Linked DNA regions of Arachis hypogaea: region 2 is linked to region 1. Evidence: chromatin contacts called from public Hi-C data. All regions are on one chromosome and are shown on one strand. The core of a region is the stretch at or near the end of the contact, and the rest is flanking DNA. Distances in the headings are between cores, read along the strand shown. Region 1 holds the start of LOC112783773 (NADH-cytochrome b5 reductase-like protein). Region 2 holds the start of LOC112784876 (glyoxylase I 4).

Region 1 (2,911 bases), core at 165-2,664:
AAGAGAGCCTTTAACAGGCATTCTAGAAAACCTTTCCAATTAATCATACTATTACTAAGGCTACCAGTGGCAGAAAGAAAAATAAGTACGAAAATGAAACACAAAATTCAAGCACTGATATTTAATATAAGAAAAATTGCGAATGTTTTATACTGAACATGTCCGGAATGCTACATCATCAGGAGCCACAATATAGAAAGATCTGTGGATGAAATGCACTTATTGTCTCAGCAGGAAACTTACGGACGTATCACATATTTCGGTTTCCCTTCAGCATCCTGTCCCAATGGAGCTCTGTGGTAATAAATATACATTCAATACACATTGTATATGGCCAAAACCTAATTTTATTTATATCAATAGCAATAATAAATTATCAACAATCTATGGAACCTTGTAAGAATGCAGGAAGCAATATCCAAACCCAACTTTTTAGAGGAATCAAACGAAAACCTGTCAAACACAGGAAAGAGACATAATCATATTAATACAAACATTTTGGTGAGAAGTTATATAGATATATTATCACATCTGTTGAAGTGTTAGCGCATATACCTGAATAGCTGGGTATTGTGACTGACTCTGGCAGTATCTTGCAACTTAAATTCAACCCATTTATCTGGATTAAGTGCTGAAAAGACAAAAAAAATAATATATCCCCGAATCTTATTTCTCATGCATTGGATGGGAAGCAAAAGTCACAGTACACTCCTAAAACGATAATTCAGATCAAATGGTAAAGAAATAATATCTTCGAAAACAATTGATCTGCACAGTTACAGATTAAAACTTTCTCTGAAGCTGGGAAGTGAAGGAGAGAGGGAAATATAAACTCACCAATATTTTTTATTTCCCCTTCTTCAGCCTGCTCTGAATGAACCTGCAAATATAAACACAACTTTATTACCAACATTTTCATCACTAAGGATGAGCATAAAGCAAACGATCATAACTCATATCAAAGAAGAAACAATAATAATTTTTATTTAAATGACAGTGTAAATCAATAGATCGAATAATCAAATGAACGCGAAGCTAAAAACGGGGTTCCCAAATGATTGGATTGGATCAGAGAATAGTCAAAGGGAAGATGATAAAAGCAAAATGAGAATTAAGAACGAGAGGCAGCGTACAAGGTTAGGAGAGGAGAGAAAGTAGAAGCAGGAGAGTCCGCCGGAGACGCCGGCGGCGACAGCAGCATATGGTAGGCGGAATTTGGCGGAAGAGTAAGAGGAGGAGGAGGAGGAGGACTTGGATTGGGCATTGAAAGCATTGGCGAATGCGATAGGCGTGGCCCTGAGGAACCTCTTGAGTAAAACTTCCATTTTCAGAGATTGGAGAATGGAGATCGAAGGAATGAAGGAAGGAACAAGATTCTTGGAGGAGTGAGAAGGGTTTAACACTGTCACTCACTCACTTTAGCTTCTCTTACAGCAACCTGCTTCAGATTCCAGAACGTGGGCCTCGATTCTCTTTTTTTGTCTCGTGGGCTTCAACCTTGCCAAAACAAAAATCAAACACGGGCTTTGATTGGAAATTGTTTTTTTTTTTTTTCAGTATAAAAGGTAAAAAATTAACCATGTTGGTCAGTTCACTCATCTGCTTAAATAAGTGTCGGGATTCGAATTCCATCTTATGCATATAGCAACCCATTGGCCAGCGACAAACCTTTAAATGGAATTCTAATTCGCGACGAATTAGTCTTTGGCCTATCAAACTGAAAATGTATGAATTTTGTCTTGTCTTTATATGCAGTAATCTATTGACCAACCACTTTAGATTAAATAAAGTAAAATTTAAACTCCTAATCTCTTGATTAAAAGACCAAATAATGAAGTACAAAACCACAATCATGTAGTTTCTTGGTTATCTTCTACTTATGTAAGAAAAATTATTTTATTTGACTTTTATAAAAACAAAAAAAAAAAAACAAAAACTATGTGTTGGTTTTTACTTAGTGACAATTATAGTTGAACATTTGATATTGCATAATAGACATGGCTCTCCCAACACTTCACTGATTTTTTCATATTCAATATTTAGACTGAGACTATTACTTAAGAAGGAAGAGAATCTGTAATTATAATCGATTATGTATTTGTTAATTATATTTGACTCGACTATTTTTTTTTTTTTATAGTTGTTAGTATATTATTCGTTAAAATCTAACATAAAATTTAGATGTATTTAGACTTATATTAATATATGAAGTGATTTGTATGATCATGAGGAGAGTATAATATTTTACATAAAAAAAGGTATGTGTAAATTTGAAAGAAAATTGTTCAACATCTCAACCTGTACTACATTAAAAAATTCGATATTGATATATTGATGATATTTGGTATCTTCCATATGATTCCTAACAACTCCTTGTCAATTCAGGCATGATTTTAACTTATTTTTAAGTTGATTTTTTTGGTAGGTTAATGACCCACTTGGACATCATTTTCATCGGATGAAAAAACTTTTCAAAATGATAATAAATATACAAGCTGATATTCATCTCAAATTCTCAATTCTTGCTGATAAGTCTCAGGTGAAACCTCTTCTTCAATCTTATAAAATCAAAAAAATAAATGAGAAATGCTCGTTGGACTTATGTAGATAAGTTTCAAAAACCTAACCCTTTTTTGTTGACTTAGAAAGCTAACTACTTAGTTTTCCTTTTTGAAAATTTGAAAGTTTACTAAGAAAATTATTCAATATTTTTTTTTAAAAAACTGGAAAATAATTTTTAAAATATTTTTTTAAAAGTTAAACCAATACTATCTTAAATGAGCTTAAAAGTCTTTTCTCTTAAATGATTTTATTTGAGATTATATATTTATTGGACTGCTTGAACCATTTTAATTAATAGACTTAACATAGGCTATTTAAAATACTGTTACGTCATGTGTATATAAAAAAT
Region 2 (2,911 bases), core at 201-2,700, 140 kb before region 1:
ATCTTTTCCAACACTTAAAAGTTAAAACTCGTTTTTCTAGCTGTTGATTTTATTTGGTCAACCGCTTTTAATTTTTTATTTTATTCGGCCAATCAAAATTTTAAAGGAAACTTTTAAGTTTTCCTGTCAAATTTTTTTCACTGTAGTTTTTTATTTAGCCTTAGTGCATGCTTGATCTTAATAAATTTTCATCTAGTATAAAAAACCACTTCTAGTCCTTTGAGATTTGGTGTAATTTCTTTGTCAGAATCAAATTTTTTAAAGATCTGAAACTTATAATATATCGTCTAAGAGTGTATCTATTTTTTACCTTGAACTAAGAATATATATTAATATTACAAATTAAAATTTTTTATTAAAAATATAAAATATTTAAAATTTTAATATATTTATTTTACATTAATTAAAAAAATTTAAAACATTCCACTAATAATAATTTTATTATGTGTTCTTAGGATATGTATATTAGCTATGAAATACAATAATTCCTTGAATTGTCATGTTTGCGGGTCAATCACATTTTAAAACAGAGACTCATTGATACTCATTCGACACGTAGGTCTGTTGTGTCCAAATGCGTCTTAATAAAAGATAAAATTTTTTTCTCCAAACATACTTAGACAGACCTAACTACTATCACGTATGAGCGTGTCCAGCCTTACTTTTAATATATATTCTTGAAATGAGTTTAAGAATAGTATTTATTGAAGAGAAATGCTAGATAGTCATCAAAATTTGTTATTTTTAATCATCACTTAAGCATCAATTTATTTTTTTTAATATAATTTCTTTAGTTAGTAATCCAACAACATACTTTATCCCATACTTTTAAATATCGATGATTAATAATAACTAAAAACAATAAATTTTATAGCCTTTTAGCATTCCTCTTTATTAAAACATAAAAGTATTTTGAATATTTTATACAATTAAAAAATATTAAAATAATTAAAAAAATAATTTATATTTTAATATCAATAAAATATTAAAATATTATTATAATTTTATATATATGACACGTGTTTGTATTTCGTAAAACTTTAAAATTTATGTGCCTATATATTACATATTGCATCGTATTTTGTATCTATATTAGCATCTATATATCATAGCATGTAATTTAAATTAAAATTAAACAAATCTAACTCAATTCTAAAAACTAATTTTATATTCATAAATCATTTAAAAATTATATTAATAAGAGACCTAGAACTTGTAATAATGACGGTGATCATATACATATATGATGGAGCAAATTAACAAGTCAAAGATATTAACGTGTCGGATGGTAGATAAGCGTTGTCCATGGTGGTCTGATTCACCAACGTCAAATCTACGTGTCACTCCAAATCCAACATTGTAAATTGTAATAAGAAGAAGATGAGAAGCTTCTATAAGACATGCCTAGGAAAAATGTTACTTTGATTTATTGCTATAAATAGAAGGCATGCATAGCCGCCAATGGCACTAAGCTACATCATCATCACCTTTCAATTTCATTAACCTTTGAGATTACAATGGCCAATAACAATAATCCTCTGCAACTCAAGTCATTGAATCACATCTCCTTGCTGTGTGGATCAGTGGACAAATCTATTGATTTCTACGTCAATATTCTTGGCTTCTGCCCCATTAAGAGGCCTACTTCCTTTGACTTCAACGGTGCATGGCATGTCTAATTAACAATGCAACTCTCTAATGCAAAGAGCCTCATGATTATGATTTTTGATGATGATGTTTATGTATGTATGTGTAGGTTATTCAATTATGGCATTGGCATACACCTTCTCCAATCAGAAGATCCAGAGGGCATGCCTAAGATTCTTCAGATTAATCCCAAGGACAACCACATTTCTTTCCAAGTATATACATATATATATAATTTCTATCTTGATATAAACATATATATACAATATACTTATGCATTGTATTATTGTAGTGTGAAAGCATAGCAGCAGTGGAGAGAAGATTGAAGCAAATGAAGATGAAGTACGTGAAGAACATAGTAGAGGAAAATGGGATCTATGTTGATCAGCTATTCTTCCATGACCCAGATGGATGGATGATTGAGATCTGCAACTGTGACAAACTCCCTGTGGTGCCATTGTGCTCTTCTCGCTCTCCTTTCAATTGCAATATCCCAAACCACCATCTTCAGCAACAAATTCTCACAATGGACCAACAGTGACAAACTTATATTAATGTACATACAAAAGTGATCATTTGTAAATTATGAATGTCAAAGTAAAACTTCTCTCTCTTTCTTTTCTCATAATAATTCAACTAGGAAATTGGGGTTAAACAAAACAAATTTAGAAAAGATCAGTGTTCGCTATAACAAGCTAAGGAGATATACATATAATTCTTATCCTGATTTACATCTGTCAGATTGTCTCATCAGGTAACAGATAAGGTATTCATTTATGAATTCTATTAAAAAAATAATTTATTCGTATTAGAAGACAAAGCTTTGAGTTTTCATTTGGAAACAGAAATCAAAGCATGGCAATAATATATAAGATAAGATCAATGAATATAGTAATCCTATGGTTATCACTTATCAACAACACTAGTGCGGTGGGTTTAATTTGTCCCCTTAATTAACACAAAACAGTAGTTTTCTTTTGTCATCTGAAAGGAATTAGTGGATTAGGTTCTTGAACAATAATGAAAAATTGAAAACCAAAAATGAAAACTGTATACCTCAGCATCAGCTTCAGGTTCTTTGTGATAATCTATTAGAGAAAGGCTCAAATCAAGTAATAAGTAATAATAAGAATATTGATTAATGAAACTGAAGAAAGCAAAATTAATCCAGAAATCTTGAAGGCCAGGTCACGCCATATATATTATTTTGATACATCAACTTACTTAGCTTCCAACTTTTGAAGGCATGATGAATTAACAGAGA

The links. Hi-C and Micro-C count contacts between places; a contact is called where the count stands out from the background.
Region 2: a Hi-C map of leaf shows a contact between it and region 1, with 4 times the contacts expected there. The contact joins the promoter of LOC112784876 here to the promoter of LOC112783773 in region 1. A contact is called at or near these places in 2 of 8 Hi-C or Micro-C datasets (both in leaf).

What each region holds. Positions count from the first base shown.
Region 1 is chr20:9,061,990-9,064,900 of arahy.Tifrunner.gnm2.J5K5, reverse strand. LOC112783773 (NADH-cytochrome b5 reductase-like protein) reads right to left here and starts at 1,414. Exons shown (of 13, transcript XM_025826840.2): 1 at 1,134-1,414; 2 at 838-880; 3 at 556-631; 4 at 394-453; 5 at 244-294. The coding sequence starts at 1,325.
Region 2 is chr20:9,197,840-9,200,750 of arahy.Tifrunner.gnm2.J5K5, reverse strand. LOC112784876 (glyoxylase I 4) reads left to right here and starts at 1,450. Exons shown (of 3, transcript XM_025828211.3): 1 at 1,450-1,669; 2 at 1,757-1,862; 3 at 1,940-2,374. The coding sequence starts at 1,518. The coding sequence ends at 2,188.